Linked DNA regions of Sus scrofa: region 1 is linked to region 2. Evidence: chromatin contacts called from public HiChIP or PLAC-seq data. All regions are on one chromosome and are shown on one strand. Each heading gives the region's core, a stretch centred on a gene start, on an enhancer-like site or on the middle of the called end of the contact. The rest is flanking DNA. Distances are from core to core; before and after follow the strand shown. Region 1 overlaps C14H12orf49 (UPF0454 protein C12orf49 homolog). Region 2 overlaps C14H12orf49 (UPF0454 protein C12orf49 homolog).

Region 1 (3,254 bases), core at 130-2,629, 180 kb before region 2:
CAGGCTGATTTGCATTTTCGTATTGGCTGTGATCTCATAGTTCTCTCCTGGACAATGGGTCACACCTGACTTCCTACCCCAAAATTGTGTCATTGAGCTCTGCTTTCTTTCCTCAATGAAGATTCATGTCAATCCCTTTGATTATATCACCCTTGGCACTTTGGGGTTAACACTTGACCAAATCTAGGAACCTATGTCCATAGCATCTTGTAGCCTTCTTCCCCTGGGTCCATCTGGCCTCAGGCATGAGAGTAGAATGTCTACACCTGTGGATCTGCTTAGGTCCCCAACCCCAGCCTTTCCTGATCTCTCTTGACAGCTTTCCTTCATCAAACATTTATCAAATACCTACTATGTGGCAGGCACTGTACCAGGCCTGAGGGATTTAATTCCCACCTGGACATACATAGTTTCATTGCATGAAAACCTCTCAGAGAGACAGACATGTAAACAGGCAATTGCAATGCAATGTGTTTAGAGCCAAAACATAAGGATGAGAGCTCTGTGAACCATCACAGCACCTCCCAACAAGGAGAAATCAGAACTGGAATAAAGGAGATAAAAAATGGTGCCAGACACCAAATGAGTTCAAATGGAAACCCCAGGGAATTACTGCCCCAGAGTTCCCTACCCTGGAAATCAGAGCTACTTCCTCCTCTGGGGTGGGGGGGGGCAGGGAGGGGAAAGCACTGATGGTCCAACAATGGCAACCACCAGTGCCACAGGAGCTGATCTGGTAACCAGGCTCTGGATATCAAGCTACCTCCCTCCAAAGCAGTACTGCTCCAGCACAAAAGTTGTGTTTCTGCCTAAAAGGAAAGAGTTGGAGAAATTACTGAAAACACAGTGATGGTAAATTCTGCTCCGAGATAATGGGGACAAGGGTTTTGAAAGAGTTCTCTGATTCTAAGAAAAAAAATTAGAAGGAAGATGAGCTTGTGCCTCCATGAGATGAGAAACCAAGAGACAAAGCAGTATGGAAGTTCTGGCATCAGACCATGCTAAAGAAAAGAGTAAAATAAATGCCATAAAAGTAATGTTTGTTCCCCCTCTCCCTCACTCGCCTATTCTTAGCTAATACTCACAGCATGGTACCTGGAAATCTGAACTCACTAATTTGAACTGTGTGAGGAGAGAAAGTCTAATCGAGTAAATGGTTCAAATGCTAGAATTTATTTGGAAAGAAATGATTTAATTACCTGGAAGAAAGTATAGTTGCAAAAGAAGGAGCATAGGGAAGTGGGGGAGGGGTCTACTTATATGAATATATGAGGCTTATTTGGTAATAGAACATAATTGTTTTCATAAAATGATGCCTAGAGTCCTCAAGAAAGTGCTTGCCCTTCCTCTTCCTGTCTGGATGGGCTTCCCCTACATCATATGATCTGCATTCTTGAGATGATATTCATTCTGCTCTTCCTCTTAGAATATAAGGTGGACAAAGTGCAGGGGAAGTAGCATCTCAATAAAAGAAGGTCCAAAAATGCCACCTCTGTTATACTATTAAGTTCTTTGTCAAAACCTGATGGGATTCAAAGCAGAAGTTTCTTCTTAGGGGAAAGGTTCATGTGAGAAAAACCAGGGATGGAGTCAGGGAAGTTAGGAGGACCATCAGAGCCCCAGTGAAGAAGAGAGGGAAGGAAGGTCTTGTGGGAAGCATCCTAGACCACTGCGCATCTAGGGAAGGCTTGGCAAGGCCCTTGGAGTACAGCTGCTGTGCTCAATCGTGGGCTGGGAGCAGCATCTCCGGCAATATCAGAACCAGCACTGCAGCCCTTGATCAGTTAAGCCCTGTGGTATGAGGTCCTCAACACACATTGTCATGATTGTTCCACCTCTCTTCATAGTTAGGGTGGCTCCTGTGTCAGGTTCAGTTCTTTGAGTGTTTAGAGTAGGGGTTTCTGCACAGCTTTTGGGTATAGTAGACAATCAAAGAGATAATTTTCATGCTAAAGTATTTCAGTTGCTGAGCTATTTCAATAGTTTGTGAAGACCATTGGGGTAAATATTTAAAAATCAAGACAGAGCTTCTCAAGTGTAGTCCTCTTCTGGCAGAAAACACTTGGGATACCTGTTTAAATGTCTTTATTTCTGCCTAGACCTGTCAAATCAAAACCTTGGGAGTTGAGAAACAGAGCTCTATCAGATGCCATATTTGTTTTTTTTGTTGTTGTTGTTTTTTTTTTTTTTTTTGTCTTTTTGTCTTTGTTGTTGTTGTTGTTGCTATTTCTTGGGCCGCTCCCACGGCATATGGAGGTTCCCAGGCTAGGGGTCCAATCGGAGCTGTAGCCACCAGCCTACGCCAGAGCCACAGCAACGCGGGATCCGAGCCTCGTCTGCAACCTACACCACAGCTCGCGGCAACGCCGGATCGTTAACCCACTGAGCAAGGGCAGGGACCGAACCCGCAACCTCATGGTTCCTAGTCGGATTCCTTAACCACTGCGCCACGACGGGAACTCCCAGATGCCATATTTGTTGATAGCACAAAGTAAAGGGAAGCTTGTTTGAGATTATTTACACCAGATCCAAATTAAATGATACCTAAGTGAAATGTAACTACATTTTAATATCGAAATCTTCCTACTTTCTTTTCTTTGCCATCAGTAGCTACATACACCCTTCTGCTTCAAATCCTTCTGTTTTCCAAGTCCTCCTTTCAGACAGCTGGGAAAAAAAAGTTACAACAGTCTCGGAAAACTGGGCTTCAGAGAAAGCAGTAAGATTACTCAATTGTTTCCCCTTTGTTAATTTGAGGCTCTTAAATTATGCATGTTGTTGTGCTCACATTTGCATGTTCAATTCACATGCCTGAGCTACCAGTCAGCAAGATAAAATCAGGCATAATAATTTAAATAACCTGTGTCTGATTTCTCCTCACCCAAATTTCGGGGCTGACAGTCCTTGAGACAAAGAATAGATAATTAAATCACTTGGGAAATGCAAGGGAGGTGCTGGTGGAGTCAGGAAAGGAAGGACGGGGTCAAGGAGCCACCTCCTGCTTCCATCCCTTCTGGACTGCCAACACTTTCTCCTTCCACACCCCACTGGATTTCATAACCTCCACGAGGCCCCTTTCCCAGAAAGGACTGACTGTCTTGATTCTGATCCTTGGGCAAGAAAGGCCAGGAGTGGAGTTTGTCCCTCTGCCTGATGTGGGTAACCTTGAATATAAAGAAACCACCACAATACAGATGGTCCTGAAATTTGAACCAATGCAAGGCAATATGCAGATTAGGAACTTGGAGCCACCG
Region 2 (3,759 bases), core at 891-3,390:
AGTCACAGCCTCATAGTAAAAGACAAAGTCAAGGACAGACAGACTCACTGACTCTTTCCTCCAGGATAGAGGTGACCTAGATTTTTGGGTCAGCCCTGCCTCTAATCTGCTGTGTGATCTTGGGCTAGTGACTGTCCCTCTCTGGGCCTCAGATGCCTCAATTGCAAAGTAAAGAAACTATGTGAGATCCACATTTCTTAAAACATAATTGGGAGAACAGTAGTCTTTTGAAGTGAAATGGAGAAACTATCTACATATGTGTATAATTAGGAGTTGTGATGAATTAAATTATGTCCCTTCTGCCTCCTTCTCCCCCTCCCCACAAAGACACATGGAAGTCTTAATTCACACACTTTCAGAGTGTTTCCTTACTTTGAAATAGAGAAATTTTAATTAGTTAAGATCATAGTGGAGTAGGATGGGCCCCTAATCCAATATGACTGGTATCCTTATAAGACAGACACCCAGGAGGAAGGCTGCATTACGAGGAAGGCAGAGATGGTAGGGATGTAGCTGCAAGCTAAGGAATGCTAGAGACTTCCAGAAGCTATGAAGAATCAAGGAAGGATTTTTCCCTAGAGTCTTCAGATGGAGCATGGCCCTGCTGACATCTTGATTTCCAACTCCCAGCCTCTAGAACTGTGAGACAACAAATTTCTGTTGTTTTAAGCCCTCTAATTCATGGTGCTCTGTTATGACCACTTTAAGGCACTGCTAAAGGAGTCAAGGACATCTGCGAATTCTGTACGCCTTGTCCCCTCAGAGGTCTACCATTCACACTCTTGCATTCTGGGTCCTCCAGAAAAGACCCACTTAAATGTGTTTAATCCGGCATTTCCACAACCTCTTTGATGACTGCTAAGATTGGATGATCTCTAAGATCTCTTCCAATTGTGACTTTGTGGGATTGCCCTTAACCTAATCATCTCAAAGAGAGAAGACATGGATGGCTAGGACGGGGTCAGGCAGGGAATGTGGGGAGGGTTTAGGCAAACTTTCATCCTTTTTATACTTTAATTTTTTTTTTTAAGAACCTATGTATGTGGTTTAAAAATATTCAAACGGTTAAAAAAAAAAAAAGCTGTACAATGAAAATAAATCTCTCTTCCACATCTCTCCCCCAGGCCTTCACAAGATACAACACCCCACTCTTATTTATTCGTCCAGAGATAATTCTATTCATATATAAGCACATATATAGATATGTTCCTTGTTTTGCACAAATGGTAGTCTGCTATATTTATTGTTTTCCACTGTGCTTTTTTTTTTTTTTTAACTTATCTTGAAGATTTCTGTATCAGCAGGTACAGATCAGGGTTTCTCAATCTTGACACTGCTGATATGATAGGCTGCGTAATTCTTTGTTGTAGGGGCTGCACTGTGCATTGTAGGATGTTTAGCAGCATCCCTGGCCTCCCCTCACTAGATGCCAGTAGTGCTGCCCCTTCGCCCTCAATTATGACCACTGAAAATGTCTCCAGACTTTGGTAAATGTCCTCTGAAGGGGGGTGGGGGTGGGGCAGTAAAGCTGCCCTGAGTGGGAACTACTGATATAAATCTACCTCATTCTTCCAAAGGGCTGTCCAGTCTTCTATTGCACAATTTACTCACCCAGCCGCTTACTGGTGGCCACTTAAGTTGTTTCCAGTCTTCAGTTAGCATAAACAATGTTATAATGAATATTCTTGCACATGTCTCTTTGGCACATAAACATACATTTATCTGTTTGCTAAATCTCTATGACATTGTCTTGTTCACCACTCAGTAAATACTGGTTAAGTAAATATACAAATAGAAGGAGAAGAATCGGAACTGGGAGCTTGCGATTCCTACCTGTTCCGCCAAGTCGGGGAAATTCTGCTTATGATTGAAGGAAATGAGGCCAGTGCAATGAGAGAAAAGGCACCAAGAGATGGAGTTCTCATCTAAGCCTCTGGATCCAATCTGCCTGAAGCTAGATCCTCCTGGATTTGCCCATTTTGTGAGTCAATGGATTTTTCTTTACTCCTTAAGCCTGTTTGAGTTGGAGTTTTGTAACCTACAACTAAAAGACTGCTGGGTGTCAGCAGAAGCATTACCCCCGCAAGAAGCCTGTCCTGACTCAACCCTCTTCTCTGGGCTCCTACAGATCCAGTGTTGTGTGTGCATAGTTAAGTACTTCCTCTGTGAGAGTCACTGTCCCCCCATGGGGTTCCTCACCCCTGTATCCACAGCCCTTGCCCAATCTGGATACTCAAAATGCTCTGATGAATAAATGAGCGTTAGTACCATATGACTTGTGGCCTCAATGCCTCAGCTAAGTGGAGGCTCAATAAATCCATGCAAGGAGCCTCCTGGCAGCAGGAGAATCCTCTTAACTTGATTCCGGAAGCTCTGCTAAAGGAGCAAAACAATACCTGCTCCAGGGCACAAGGCTGTGAAGGGAGGGAGGGGTTCCTAGGGGTGAGGGGCTATCTTCCAGGAATCTCTGCTGTCCTGACCGCCCACTGGACGTCACTGGGCAAATGGCCCAATGGCCCCTAACGTCTCTGACTGTGCTTAAACTTTCCACTCACTTCCAGAACAGGTTTGGCTTCACTGGGGAACTATCCTGCTTCAGCAAATCACGCCCCACCTGCTGCAAACAAAGCACACCGTTTACATCATGAATGTTTATAAAGTGCTCTGAGCATCTTGGACAAGAGCCTCCACACAAGCACAAAGCATTACAGGCCAGCAGAAAGGACAAGAATCTCCCTCAACAGATTCCAGTCTGTAAAGTGACCCGATTCTATGCCAGTTCATGCAAGAGGATCCCAAGAAGGAAGGAAGATAATGAGCACACGTGTACATACGAATGCTAGGAGTGTTCACATGCATTCCGTACTATTAAGTGAGCACCTACTGTGTGCCAGGCACTGGTCTAGGTGTTCATCATTAAACCAAAGCTTTCATTCCAGCAGGGGGAGGCAGGCAAGGAAGAAAGGAGTCATTTCAAAAACAAATAAATGTTATAAAGAAAGGAGAATGGGGAGGGTGGGATAAAGAGAGGCTTTGAAGAGATGCTACTGGAGGCTGGGAAATCACTTGTCACCTACTCAACCCCCACAACCACCTGATGTCACTGCCCCCATTTTATAGAAGAGGAGGCTGCAGGTAAGAGCACCGCAACCTGCCCCACAGTCACATAGAAAGAGCAAGCATCTTAAGGGTACCTGGGGTTTGTTTTAAGCAAGTTTGGTAAGACAATGACACTGAAATGATTGTCATGAAGAAATAATTTTATTACATCCACAGATTCCTAGAGACAGGAGGCATGGCCTTCTCCGTAGGATCACATGGGGAAGCATCAGGGTCAGTCTGGAGGCAAAGGCAACAAGGGAAAAACACACACAAGAACTTTTACCAGTTTCTCCTGGAAGGAGTGGGTGAGGTAGGGCAATCAGGCTCAGGATAGGCTAGTTTGAATAATCTCAGGAAGATCTCAGGCCTAGGTGCTGTCCCCAGGTTGTGTGCCCTGGGGTGAAAAGGGCAGGTGGGTTGTAGCTCAGAGGGTGAGAGCCCCAGAAAGGAGAGGAGTGGAGACCAGGAGCTCTGGATCACTTGGTTTGCATTTGAAAGGTATGCTTCCTAGTGAACTGTTCATTATACCCAAGAGTTGGCTAAGCCGGGGAGCGGCAATCCCTACTGGGTAGCAAGGTCCCAAGATGTTCAAAGCATCAGAATACAGGAAATAAGACATAGTTAATACACAGACCCAGCCTGGGGTTCAAGTTGCCC

What was found. HiChIP or PLAC-seq counts read pairs in DNA pulled down with a chosen protein or histone mark.
Region 1: an H3K27ac HiChIP or PLAC-seq map of alveolar macrophages shows a contact between it and region 2. The contact joins two enhancer-like sites. A contact is called at or near these places in 2 of 2 datasets of contacts at active chromatin or transcription factors (alveolar macrophages and skeletal muscle).

What each region holds. Positions count from the first base shown.
Region 1 is chr14:35,993,891-35,997,144 of Sscrofa11.1, reverse strand. The region is part of intron 5 of C14H12orf49 (UPF0454 protein C12orf49 homolog); the gene reads right to left. Among named protein-coding and RNA genes, the nearest start is that of MED13L, 66 kb to the left of the region's middle. Within about 2 kb of position 1,379, at least 4 of the 83 cell types and tissues checked have an H3K27ac peak or open chromatin away from gene starts, as enhancers often do. A contact at or near this core is called in alveolar macrophages, where this site is marked.
Region 2 is chr14:35,816,377-35,820,135 of Sscrofa11.1, reverse strand. The region is part of intron 4 of C14H12orf49 (UPF0454 protein C12orf49 homolog); the gene reads right to left. Among named protein-coding and RNA genes, the nearest start is that of C14H12orf49, 110 kb to the right of the region's middle. Within about 2 kb of position 2,140, at least 6 of the 83 cell types and tissues checked have an H3K27ac peak or open chromatin away from gene starts, as enhancers often do. A contact at or near this core is called in alveolar macrophages, where this site is marked.